2 separate regions of the Cricetulus griseus genome follow, and region 2 is linked to region 1. Evidence: chromatin contacts called from public Hi-C data. All regions are on one chromosome and are shown on one strand. The core of a region is the stretch at or near the end of the contact, and the rest is flanking DNA. Distances in the headings are between cores, read along the strand shown. Region 1 has its middle 260 kb from the start of Aldh8a1. Region 2 has its middle 98 kb from the start of Aldh8a1.

The links. A called contact is a pair of places that touch in the nucleus more often than the background predicts.
Region 2: a contact with region 1 is called in a Hi-C map of liver, with 2.8 times the contacts expected there. The contact joins two enhancer-like sites. A contact is called at or near these places in 3 of 8 Hi-C or Micro-C datasets (the CHO-K1 cell line, fibroblasts and liver).

What each region holds. Positions count from the first base shown.
Region 1 is chr2:268,210,501-268,217,414 of CriGri-PICRH-1.0, forward strand. No RefSeq gene overlaps it. Among named protein-coding and RNA genes, the nearest start is that of Aldh8a1, 260 kb to the right of the region's middle. Within about 2 kb of position 2,646, at least 1 of the 6 cell types and tissues checked has open chromatin away from gene starts, as enhancers often do.
Region 2 is chr2:268,366,919-268,374,239 of CriGri-PICRH-1.0, forward strand. No RefSeq gene overlaps it. Among named protein-coding and RNA genes, the nearest start is that of Aldh8a1, 98 kb to the right of the region's middle. Within about 2 kb of position 2,888, at least 1 of the 6 cell types and tissues checked has open chromatin away from gene starts, as enhancers often do.

The sequences.
Region 1 (6,914 bases), core at 1,396-3,895:
CATAAGGATATAGGTCTAAGGTACAAATAAAACAAAATAAAAGTGAGCTCAAACATCTCCACTTGAGCTATAGCCATGTGATCTGGAATAAAAGACATAGCCTCTCTAGACTAATGTGCAAAGGTTTGTAGGACTGTCACGAGTCCTACAAACTATTGTGAGACTAAATCACAAATGTAGAGTGGGGAAATAATTGAAAAATTGAAGTACTTACCATCATGAAACTTCAATTCAGTTTGCACACTGCAAATGCTATTGCAGGCTTCAGTGCTCTGAACCGAGGCATATACGAGCTTACAGTTGGACTCCAACCACTATATCACAGTGAGTAGCTCTGAAAGTGAGCAAGTTCCCAGCTAGGCCTATAATACAAAGCTCCACAAAGGATTACTAGTAGCAATCATTGCAATGCATGAGCAGGCAGTAGCAAATATAGAATGATAAAATTGAATGTTTATGTGAATAAAATTCTCATATACAGTAATGTTACCTCTTCAGGAAGCGAGGCAATGATTTAACTACACTGAGATGACTTTAAACAAACAAACAAACAAACAAACAAAAACTGACCTTTAAGGATTAGTGACTTGACTTTTTATTTCCACTTGCCTTGTTCTGTGTGGTCAGTCTACAAGCTAGTTGAAACTAGTTTTCAAAGAGCCAATAAAATTTCCTATGTCAGCAAGGAAAAATTAATTACTCATAATAACTGTTCAGGACATTGTGTATACAACAAATGGAATGACGTGTTTTCTTAGTGCAATGTCAGAGTCCTGTTATTATAACAATCTGATATCTGCAACACTTGCTTCTATATTATCAGCACAGATAACATCTGAATATCTTGACCTGGGCAAGAAATAAAGAAGACACAAAAATCTAGAATAAAGAAACAAATTGGTGTTATATTTAAATGTACAGGCATCCCAAGTGGTAGATGAAATATAAGGTCAATGTACTTGTTCATTTTAAATATACAAACAAGTTCAAAACTATTTCCAATGAATACATAAAAAATCTATCTCCATATATGCCTTATTTCATCAGTTTTGCATGAGATAAGCATGACATTAACTCTACATACAAGAGAGAAAATTATCATATGTGAAACCTTATCTATGAAGCATCTCCCTAGCATGGTGTTAAGTTTAATGAACAGCTGTCCCTGGTTGATTTGACACATCTGCAATCATCTGACTTCCAGTACAGACAGATATTCAGCATGCTCAGTATAAGCCATGTTTTCATCACAACTCCAGTCAAGCTGAGTGTGAGGCTGATGCAGGGGCTGATGAGCAGAGTGAAGATGGACACAGCGTGTTCCTTGCTCCTGATGAAGGACAAATCATGAGCTGGGATGGAAGGCTAGTCCCAACCACACACAACAAGCCAGGAGGGACAGGAATGAATGGTTGTAGAAAGCAAACACAACCACACTTTTCCAAAATGTACCAAAATCCCTTAAAATATTCAGAAATTTTACTCTATAACCTTTTAGTCATAGAAATTTATAACCAGAGTGACTCCATCTAAAAATTCATGCATGGAGGTACATTTAACACTTTTTTTATAGTACGGACAAACTGCAAACAATTTGAACTTCCAACTACAGGGGGAATACTAAATAAGACATGCTACATCTCAGAAAGGAATGGTATATAATGTACAAAAATTATGCTTCAGGAAAGCATTTATTAATGAGAAAAGTACCTGATTTTATTAAGAGACATAATAGCATGTGTTATACAATATCAATTTTGTATACAGCTGACTATGGATATGATAGGAAAATATCAGTCTCAGCTCTATTCACCTGAAAGGACAGGTTCCAAGGCAGACAGTTGATCTGGATGAAGGTTAGGAAGATGACAGTAAATGGGCCAATCACTCCATAGCTTTCATTGCCATTTTCTGTGATACCTGAAAATGAAGATTGAAAAGATTGATTTTGGCAAGCATAGTGGCACAGTGGCCCACCTTTAAATCTTAGCACTTGGGAAGCAGAGACAGGTGGATTTCTGTGAGTTCAGGACCAGCCTGAACTCACATAATGAATTCCAGGACAGCCGGGGCTACATACTGAGACCCGAGTTTTGAAAAAAAAAAAAAAGAAAAAACAAAAAAAGACAGACAGTTTTTATAGATACGAAATGAATCTATCAATGGCACCTTTTGGGCTCCCAGAACACATAGATAAGTTAAAGTGGCTAAAACATTTGCAAAAGGAAAGCCATAAATGAATAGTTCTAATGTACTACTGACATCATCACCTCATTAAAATTAATTTTATACAATAGGAACAATGTTAACTATTGTGCAGCTTAAATGAAAAACAAACATGCTATTTAAATCTGGAACACTGGTAAGGAACACAAGTAAAAAGGAAAGCAGGCTAAAGGAAATGTCGGGAGCTTTTCCAGCTCTTGCCAGAAAGACCTTGCACCTTCATGTACAGAATTCAAGTTCCCACAGACCTCTGAAGCAATAAAAAAATGTGCTGTACACCACTCGCTGACTTGCTATAAATGCTGTGGACTGTGCAAGCGTGGAAGGCCATCTGTCCTTCGTGCAAAGGACACAGACAGTGGAGTTGGGACCTGAAACTAAGAAGAGGAAGAATTAAATAAGGACACTGACCCAGACATGGGTTGAGTCAGCTGGGCCAGCCTCAGACAGCACAGCCCTTGTATTGCTTAAGCTCCAGGGTTCACTTGCTCAAAAACCAGAGGCCACAGCCAAGTAGGTGGAGGCCAGAGAAAGACTGTTCCATGGGTTAAGTGATGATTAACTTTGCCTTCCAAGTCACCAAGTCTTCCGAGGAGAAAACTGTCCAGACTGTTTCTATTTCTGCACTACTGACAGACTCAGCACAGACCTTCAGACTTTTAAGACAGAATGGCCTGGGTGCTGACCAAGCACAGGCATCCATTGGCTTACCAATTCATGGAGCCCCTTACTCTTGCTGACTACATCACCTGATTCACAAAGTGGGGTTAATATCTACTTGGCAGAAAATGCCTGGCACACAATAGGTGTTTAATAACAGTCAGATTTCTTCTACTTCTCCCCTTTTAGCTCCTTCTCTGGGCACTGCTTTACTCACTTAAAATACTGAGAAGGAAGAGAAGGAGGCCAAAGAGGATTATTTTCGGGAGCACAGACATCATAAAACCCTCCCAATAAAATGGCAGGTTATTGCACTCCAGAGTTTTGCTGTTCTTGTCTAGATGCCGGTTAATGGCTTTCTCTCTGCCCCCATCCCCGTGTGTGCACCTTTTTTACAAGAATTATGCGGTTAGCAGATTGTTTAACTGCAAGTTTCTCTATGTGTGTTTCATGTTGACTTTGGGGTTTGTTTTTAATCTATTAAAAGAATTAAGGAAATAAGAATTTAAGAGATTAAAGATTCCTAGGCATCTTTCAAGAGATAAGAAATGAGACCTATCTTTAGAACTTCATCATAATTGCCTGAAGCGATGATGGCTTGATTTCATGCCGCTAATCTGTATGAAATAAGTAGGCCAGAGGAGACTGACAAGGAGTATGTATTTGCAGTGGGATCCTGTAACAGGATATCTATACTGCAAATTTATTCATCTAACACATACTGGTTGGGGAAATTTTATGTGCCAAGACTAGACTTTAACCATGTGCCAAAATCATATGAAGGTCATGGGTTTCCCTCAAGCAACTAATAGCACATGGTACTTAAGCACGAGCTACAAATGCCCACAGTTACTTACTTGCTCCATTCTTGTTATTTCCCAGTGAGTGTCACCTTTTGGGGCCTGTCTGATACTTTACAACATACAGAATTTTCCAGAATGTAATCTTTCTGGGGTTATGATGATCAGGAGCTTGAAGAGTGATGGTTTAGTCACATTTGCAAACAGTGGGTGCTATGGAGCAAGAGGCAGTCTGACAAATGAAAGTCTGGGGTCCTAGGAAAGGCATTTAGAAGAGGAAGGTTTGCTTACCCTGGTTAAAGGATCTATGCTTTCAGGGAACGTTGTCTGTCTCTAATCAAACTTTACACAATCCACAGCTGCTCTGCTCCAACCAGAGATAACCAAGCAAAGGAAGAGTCTTCTCCATAAAACCTGTCCATTTCACGAGACAGACTTCTTTACAATGGTCAGAAATAGAACTTGTCCACTTAACAGTCAGGTAATCACAATTATCAACTCTTTAACAAACAGGGATGGTAGGGGACTTATTTTCCCAATTAGTTTGGAATGAGAGGCTTTGCTTGCTATTGCTCTGGTTTGGGGAACATGTATTATCTTCTTTTTCCAAAAAAATGTTTTAAGTGGAATATTGTAAAATTATAAAAAAAATGTTTTCATTAACTGCTATGGTTAGTCCCAGAAATTTATAATCTCTCTCTCTCTCTCTCTCTCTCTCTCTCTCTCTCTCTCTCTCTCTCTCTCCTTCCCTCTTTCTCTCTCCCTCCCTCTGTGTGTGTTCACATGTATGTATGTGTGTGCAAGTGTGTATATGTGTATATGTGTGTGTATATATGTGTGCATGTGTGTGTGTGTGTGTGTGTGTGTGTGTGTGTGTGTGTGTGTTTGTGTCTGTGTGTATAGAATATAGGACAACTTTTAGGAGTCAGTTCTCTGTCCACTGTGGGTCTCAGAGATTGAACTTGGTCACCTGGCTTGTAGGCTTGTGTGTCAGGTACTCCTACCTGCTGAGCTGCTGTGCTTTGCCCCACCCCACCCCAAATATATCAGATAGAAAAATAAGAAGCAAAAAGAATATAAAGTGTACTGTTCATGATCAAGTGGCTGAGGAAGCTGCTCAGTGGTGGAGTGGCTGTTAAGCATTATAGGTCAATGCCAAAATAGATGAATGAATGAATTAGCTAATTAAAATAAAAATGCCCACAGATGTAGTCAATTCCTCTAGAAACACTACTATATATATATATATATATATATATATATATATGTATGTATATGTATGTATATGTATATATATGTGTGTGTGTGTGTGTGTGTGTGTGTGTGTGTGTATGTGTGTGTGTGTGTGCATATACAAGTTGACATTCTTTGTGGATTCACAGCCTGTCTTGCCCCCCAGGTCAACTCATTCTCCAATGTTTCTCTTCATCATCAGTTCTTATGGCTGAGTAGCTTCTACTGTATTGTGATGTGTTTAGCCAACCAAGGCATGGATTTTTGAAATCTTGATATAGAGCACTTTGAGAGCTTTGGCTTTAGGTGATATTCCCTGTCTAGGTTGTCCTGGAAGTTCTATTCCTAGCTTGTGTGTGAGTCTGAGTCTCTGCTGTTGGCTCATCGCTGTCAGTTCCCAGAGGTAGACTTCTGGGAGTTAATTAGGCCCTGGAGTCAAACACTGTCCAAGTCACCTGATGTAATTTGGAAAAGGAAAACTACAGTATAAGTTAGAACCTAACTCTCTTCTGACTGGAGAGAAGTAAAGCATGAAATTTAAAAGTCCAATTTTACTAATCCAGCTGGTATCTATGGAGGCACACTTTGCCTCACTCAACTCCAGCCTTATGGAGCTTACACTATGACAGATTAACAACTTCAAAAAGGTGAAGTAAACAGGACAGCCTTGACTTTTCTTGTTGCAGTAAATCGAGGGTAGAAACTGTACATGACAAAGTGTGTATTTGGAACCATCACAAAATACTTAAGAGTCTTTTGAGTTACCTGGTCAAATTACGAATTCTGTTACCAAGTAAAAATTACATATTCTCAGTAGACCAAGCATTATCCTAGAGGCAGCAGTACTCAGAAAAGACATACTCTAGCCTTAATAATGGGATATGAGGGAATGATGGGATATATTAATTTTGAATTATAGAAACAATTCCCTAGACTTTTGAAGGAATGGGCTCAGGTGGCAGATGATGTTAATTTGGACATGACCCATCTCTAGTTGTAGAAGTACAAAAGGATACCTAAGCAACCAGGCTACACATAGATAAATGGGAAGCTAAAGTTAGTGGGGACTGGACTATCTACTGATATGGGGATGACTGGGTCAGTTATGATATACTTATGTGACCAGTGGAAAGAATGAGTAGGCTTATACTGATTCAGGAAGGTATCTTCATATATAGTTAAATAAAAATAAAAGAAAAACCAACAAGGCTACAGAGTATTCTCTACAGAAGTTAATGTTATTATTTCTTTAAAAAATAAAGGATAATATTCTCTGGGCAGGTGTGTGTGTGTGTGTGTGTGTGTGTGTGTGTGTGTGTGTGTACATGCACTCATACATGCGTGTGCTCATGTGTACACACACACACACACACACACAGAGATGTTTGAACAGACTTGTATAAACATGGAAATAGGCATGGGAGACTACTTGCTTAATAATATCATTTTGGATGTATAAAATGGGATAAAGATGGGGTATTACTATTTACACAGTGTATCTTTTCATGATGTCCAGGCACTGGCTCACTAATTTAACAAAGTTGGGGAATTTGAAGAAAGTATTATGGTGGGTCAGGACTAAAAACATGTCACTAAAAGTACCTCATTGTGATATTATTTGTCACTTTATCGTTAGAGTTCTTATTGATTAGCAAGAATGAGAACATTAGACTTACAAAGAGCCAATAATCTGAGGAGGAAAAACCTAGCCACATTAAAATATAAGAATTGTCATGCCAAGATATATCTGCTAGGCATTAATACTGGACTTTGGGTATAAGTCTCAAGAGCCAGAACTTAGGTGTCCTACCAGTGAGCTGCATCTCCAGCTCTTGTTGTCTCCACACAGGGACTTATTACGTTGTCCAGGCTGGCATTAGACTCGGGGTCCTGTTAGCTTTCTGAGTGTTCAGGTCACAGGCTTCCCCTAGCACATTTATCTTTTTTATTTTAAATCAGTGAGACAGAATGCTGCTGTGAGTAGCACCCAGCCCT
Region 2 (7,321 bases), core at 1,638-4,137, 160 kb after region 1:
TAAAAGCCGGATGCCACTGAACAGCCGTCTTGCCTAACACATTTTTCAGACTCTTCTTATGCCACACTTTTCAGCCTTGACACAGCAAACATCTGCCTCAAGGGCCATATCCATTCCAGCTATTGACCTCTGCACGTCTTGCTTAACACTTTCAGCAAAATATCACTTTTAAGTGTGACTTCAAGCATTTTACCAAACAGTGGTCAAATCTAGGCTATTCTGTTTTGTGCACAGGGTCTAGATTCTGTCGTCATTCAGTTGCTGGGTCAGGAGAGACTGCTTGCACATTCCTTCCTATCCCTGAGTAAGGACCAGCCTTTGAAATTAGTTCAGGCATTGCCCAGGACAACACTGTGAACAATCACGAAGTTGCATCTTAGATGGTGTCAGATTGGCTCTGAGGATGGTCCTATATAATACTCTTTCAGTGAACTCTCTTGACTCTGGGCTTTCTGTTTCCCATCATCCTGGGTCGATGCACCCATTAAAAAGTGAAAACCAAAAACGAAGGACCTCTCAACCTTCAAAAGTTAACTTGAGTGTCTCCTCTTTGGGCAATCTTTCTTGTTCTCAAACATTTGCCAGTCTCACTATATTTGAGAGGCTAGACCTGTTTCCACATAAGGACCCCAACTTTGGAGACAGGAAAACAAAATATGGAATAAAGAGATGGCCCTGCTTGCAAAAGGCCCTGCTATTGGTAAGCACAAAGGACAGTGGGAAATCCATTCTCTAAAGCTAACAAAGATTGCCTTTTTTTTTTTTTTGGTTTTGCTTTTAAGTGTGTGCAGCATCCCAGGGTGATGGGAACAGAAAGCCCAAGGTCAAGAGAGTTCACTGCAAACTATTATATAGGACCACCCTCAGAGCCTATCTGCCACCATCTTTATGAGACACCTGTGCTGACTTGCAGGGCATCACCACAGCTGGGCTTATCGACTCTTGACCTTCCCTCGTAGGAAGATTGTTAGGGAGGGTCACAGGACCATCCTGTGAATATCCAGCTACGCCTCCTAATCAGGTGTATGCCATTCTGCCCTAACTTCACATCCCCTCAGGAAAGAGCTAGTTTATAAACTGGGAAGGACTGGGGGAGAGGTGTCCTAACTACACAGCTAGGGCGTTGTCATTTATGTTGGGCAAAGTCCTTCCAGTGTGGTGACTTTAAAGCCATGCATGCTTTGGTCTGCAAACTCCACTGCTTTGTCAGGAAGCCTAGTAAATTCACAGGTCAGCCCAGAGTCAATTTTGGTGGACTCATGCTTCAGTTTGTCTTTTGGACCTTTCAGTGGGGGTGGAGGGAGGGCATTGTTTATATCTCCCCAAGAGAAGGCATTTTTGCAACACTGAGAAAGAATCAAGAGTCCAGGAAGAAGCCAGAGGGGAAATGAGATAGAAAGGCAATTTCAAACCACAGTAGGAGGATGCTTAAATGCCGTTCGGAAGAACTTGGCCTTAATGTACAATTAGATTCCACCAAATTATGTAGCACAGCCAAAAGACTCCATGCAGGTCTCTGGAAAACACAGTGCTTTATTCGTCCTGGCCATTTGAAACCATTTCCTCCACAAAAAATGGACCCTTCATTTAATAGCCAGCAAAACAGAAGCCCTGAAAATGAGCCGTCTGTCAATATTGGGACAAGAATTTAGATATGTTGGGTCCATTTTGTTGAAATAGAAAGATAGGTACAACACAAAATATTTTTAGAAGCATAAAGTCATTTCAAGCCAGAAACTTCCTTGTTGCCCTTCAGTTTTGGCCCTGTTTATCTGCTTAAAATACACTTGCCTATTCACATTGTCCTTAGTTATCATATCATCTCCATACAGTATTCCTCTCCTTCCCCAGCAAAATCATGCTCTACTTAAAACATTCAGGTAAGAAATGCAAACACTTCCATGAGATGTGATTTCCAAAAAGTAAGGGAAAGAAAGTCATTGTGGACTGAGAAAGACGGGTTTCTTAAAACATCAGAAGAGCATGGCTGTGCACGAGCTTCCGGTAACTTCTGATTCTATTGACTTTGTAAAGTTATTAGCCCCACTAGTGTTAGAGGAAAAGATAGCAGTGGGCATCATCAAAGGATAATAAAAATAGGAGCGAGGTACAACTACACTACGACTAAAATGTCACCATGAAGCCCAGTATTGTGTATGCTAACATAAAAATAATTAAAATGTGTTTAATAAGACAAACATGGCAACCAATTCTAACTTGATGATCCAGAAACCACTATTTCTTTCTAAGAACTTCATTCATGAACATGGTCATCACTTTCTATTTCTGCAGTGCTCATACAATTAGAATATTTGCTTGCTGAAATCTTGACAAAAAAAGACAGCCCTGTCACTCCTGCTATTGTTCCTCTCCTTAGATATACCCATTCAAGTGTCAGGTCTCGAAAAGCTCTATTCCATCTCCGGCGACTTGCCAATACATAATGCAAAGTGTGTGTGTGTGTGTGTGTGTGTGTGTGTGTGTGTGTGTGTGTCTGGGATGACATATTTTTTTTTCTCCAAATGAACACCAGACACTTCTCATAGAGCTGAAAGCTAAACTCCTATGATACCATAGTGCATTGGCTGATGTTATTAGTGCTGTAGCATTCCATTCATCAAATGGGGTAGGGTACAAGATGGGCTGTCACGACTCTGAAGCTGCCAGACCACAAAGTATAATAAGATTAGCACAGGTTCTCCTTTGCCTAGCTGGAGTCAACTGGCACACTAGAATGTGTCACTTGTAAATTCTCCTAGAAATGTGGTTGCCTGGGCTGACCTTAGGATGTGGAAAAGCCCTGAGGCCTGACAGATGTCTCCAACTTCCTACTTTCCTACATCAAGCCTTACTGGCACTCTGCCCTTCTCAGAACTGTCTCCAGAGACCGTGCAGCTTGAAGAATCCTGGATTGTATAAACATTTCTGTAGCCGCTGGATCACCTCTGTCAGTTGTAAATAGAGCCAGTGACGAAGACTCCAAAAGCACTCTGTCATCATGCTTGCCTGAGTGTCTGCTCTATGGTTTAAACTGCTTGACATGAAAAATTAAAACTCTACACACTCAAAACAGAACATAGGACTCACTGGACTGAAATTCAGAATCCATTGAAAGTGGTGGCTCTGGGTCCCTGTATTATTACAAGGCAGAGACATCAGGTCTGTAAGGTAGCTTTAATAAACTAAATGCCACAACCAAAAAGAAGTGCTCATTCACTAGAGTACCTCGACCAAGGAGAATTGTACATTCACTGGAGCCATATTTTGAGAGAAGAATCCAAGAGGAATAAGTTCATGATAACTATGAAATGTTAGGCCATAAATGGACACTTTCAATAAGCCAGATACAGTGCTGTGATTACAACCCACTCTCATGGAATATAAAGGTAATATGTAATTAAAAAAAAAAAGAGCCAATCTCTCTTGGGTCTAAAGCAATATGAGTCTCAAAGAGGAAGTAGTGCTTAAACGGAGACTGAGTTTTAAATGGGGGAGCAGAGAACCAATGTACTTCCCACACAAAAATGAAGAGATACGGCTTAGAAAGAGTTGGAGGTCTTTGACCTGGGTAGGAATGCCAATCTAAAGTAGCCAAGATTTTTTCCCCTACTTAATTCTCTCAACTATGTTTCCATAACTCTACTAAACCTAACAATGATATTCCTCAAGAGCAACCTAAAGGAGTATTGTTACATCTCTAGTATCTATGTAGTATAGCTCGTGGACTTGATTTATAAATAAGATATATGGGAACACAGGCATGGCTCATTTTCATGTTCTGAGACTTTGACTCTCCAAATATCAGAGCCAAGTAACTTCCAGAAAAAATGCATGGGTCATAAACTTAGCATATTTATTATCTAGATTTTTAATAAAATGTTTGCCATCCCCTGACATAGCTAAGAAAACTTGCACAAGCCAAGTTCATTAACTCTATGGAAGGCGTTCCTAAGAAGGTGATGACCATTCACATTTAAAGGTCCAAACATAAGAGAGAGGAGAACACAGGTATTCATTGGGTCTAGGAGCTGGAACCTGATGAAGACCATCTATATTGTGGAGCCCCATTGTTGTGTTTCTACTTAAAGCTATGCACATTGGCAGTGCATCTCTTCTCTACCACCCTTACCAGTCCCAGAACCTGATGTTGAAGTTGTCCACTGACTCTTGCCAGGTTAAAGCAAAAGTTTGTATTTCTAGATACTAGTAAGCCATGGGTAGCATGAGTCCAATTCTCATCTCCAGCCAGAATCAGATAGATACCAAATCCCTCATGTTCCTTTGGTCTAGAGCAGGCAGCTATGTGAATCTAGCCATGGTTCCAAGTGGATACAAAAATATCACAGCAGCCTAGGGGCAACACAACCACAGCCATGGGCTTAAGTGATAGACTCAGGTCAAGGACTAAGTGTCGGCACTCCTCTCCTAGACAAACAAGAACCTATAGACCTTCAGACACCAGTCAGGTAGAACCAGGAGTACTTCAATGCTGGCCACAAGTCATGGAGCTGAGAATGGACAGGACCAAAATGAACATCAAACAGGTAGTCCGTGTGAAACAGCCATTATAACAGGCATGATAGAAACATAATCTATAGACATTCAAGAGAAGAAGTTAGGTATCAGAGATGCCAAATGGATGCTAGAGGAAAGAGCATACCAAGGGACTCAGGTGGTGCTGGTACAGATCTGTAACCTTCATGTATGAGCAGACAAGTGGTTAGAGAAGAAGATAGGGTGTGCAAATTGTATTTCACTTTCTGGGTGCAGTGAGGAGCAAAATCTATAATTTCCACATGAATATATTATGGAGTGTTGGATAGCATTCCAAACTATGAAACAGGCCACTTAAGGTCATTGTCATTGCCAGGGACTGTGTCTCACTGAACAAACAATTTCTGAATCCCAATCCTCATAAGCTCTAACACAGAGACTCAGCCTCCCAAGAAAGCTCAGAAGATGAAGCCCAGAGTGTCTGGGATCTTCTATGGTAAGCTTCTTGGAGAAATGTTGTAAATTATTGAGCTGTCACATTCTTTATATCTACAGCCAGTGTTCAAGATGCTATTGATGAAAGAGTGCACATACATCTCACATCAAAGGCTTTGCAATAGGAGACAGAAAACCTGGCTCTGCCCCTGATTAGATCCTCCAGTTTCCAGTCCACGGTGCCTTCAGGAATTAATACCCTACGGTTATTCATAAATCAAGCTATGCATTATAATGAAATATGCTGGCAAAAGACAGGCCCACGAGGGCTTGTATAATTCCCTTAAAATCAATTATTAATGAATGTTTGGCTTGCAGACTTTGTGTGCAAGAACTGGCCTGGTGCCCACAATGTGATCTTCTGTTCACATTTACAAATCAAGGCTATTGTAATCAATAAAGCCTTGTTAAACATTACTGAGGGAGTGAGCAAGTGAACAGAGTTAATAACCTACTACACATGCTATTATTGTCCCTTGATCCAAGTATCCCTTTCTCCAACTCCTGGATCCTTTGTGTCGCAGTATATCTGATTCTAATAAAAGTATATTCCAAGTCATTTACCTTTAAAATGAGGCACTATTTTTTTTCAATTCAGAATTTAGAAAAATCATTCAGACTGATTTCCTGAACTATTTTCTGTTTTCTTACTAGACTAATAATTAATAGTTTATCCTGAATGGATTATTTGTAAAAACTATATACCATAGATAAAAACCAAGAAATGTTAACTAAATTATTTATGGCTTATTGAAAAAGCAAGGAGTTGAACAAGAGTATCATTGTTTTGGTGTTTAAGCAAAAAAACAAAATCACTATCATCCATTGGTCTAAAAAGTCTCCAGTTAGATGTTCTGTATCCTGTCACAAAAGGTTGAGAATTGACTTGGACCGGCCTTCCCAGTAGACTCTCATTAATCAGAACTCCATCTCAATGTGTGATTGCTTAAATTAAGCCAAGATCCAGCCTTCAATATATTCATCAATAAAGTGCTGGGATAATGGTGACAGCGGCTAGCCAACATAGGTAACTTACATGTGCTGGCCCTTGCTCCAACATCTTTATATTAATTCTTACCCCATGAGATATGTCCTCCTAGCCCTGCATTTATGCATATGGAAATTGAAAAACTAACCATTCTATCTCATAGCTATAAATCTAGAATCTCTGACCTTTGCTAGTGGCTTCCTTAGATGCATTTGTGTTTTTATTTTGTGAGAAACCCATCACAGGATGAAAGTGGGAATCCTGAGACACACAGAAGATGCTTGTGCGCTAACAGAATCAGAGCATCTCCCAGTGGAGGATCCATAGACTACTCTGTTCAATATCTCCCCAAAGAGCGGCATACCTCACTCTGTTCATGCAGGTGGCAGGCACTTGCTACATCATGAAGACTGGACTCTCACACACTCTGGATTCTCAGAGCTGGGCCATTATAAATGGCTTCCCTTCTTCAAGCAGAAGTGTGTAATTTTTTTTATATAATTCCATGTGCTAACCCAAATTTCCCATTCTGAAGCCACAATAGAAGCCTTCTTGATAGTGTATGTCACACACCTGGAAAGCTAATTACATGATTCTAAATGGCATCCTTCTGAATTCTTCGTTCAGTCTTCAAGTACTGTTTTGACAATGGATCCTAGTCATTCTCCTCTGGGCCTTCAAAACTATGAAAAGATGTTGTTTGTAATTCAGGGTCTAGAAACAAAAACAGTTCTCAGGAGACTGAAAGAGATTCAGAAATGATCCCAGGGCTGTAGGATGCTACCATAGATGTCACTCCAGATACCCCTTGCAGAACTAATAGGCACTTCACACCTCTCACTCACATCCAAGTTGCAACTTACCCTAATGCAGAGGACTTTTTCCTTATATTAACCACTCAGTTTTATATATATATATATATATATATATATATATATGTGTGTGTGTGTGTGTGTGTGTGTGTTGTGTGTGTGTGTGTGTGTGTGAGTGTGTGTGTGTGTGTGTGTGTCTATGGTGGGGTGCAACTGCTTTGTGTGTCTAGAGGTCAGAATTGAGGTCAGATACCTTTCTTAATTACTTGACATTTACTCTTTTGAAAAGACAGGGTGCTGTTACAGACCTAGAGCTCAGTGATTCAGCTACACAGGATGGCCAGCAGGCCTCAAAGTTCCTTCCATCTTCACCTCCCCCCACTGGGATTAAATGCACAGGCCAGTTTTTAAAATGTGAGTTCTGGAGATTGAACTCAGATCTTTGTGCTTGCTTGTTCCAAAAAAGAAAAAACAACACCTTACTGACTGATTCCCCAGACACAATGCTCCAATGCCCTCCTCCTAATAATTA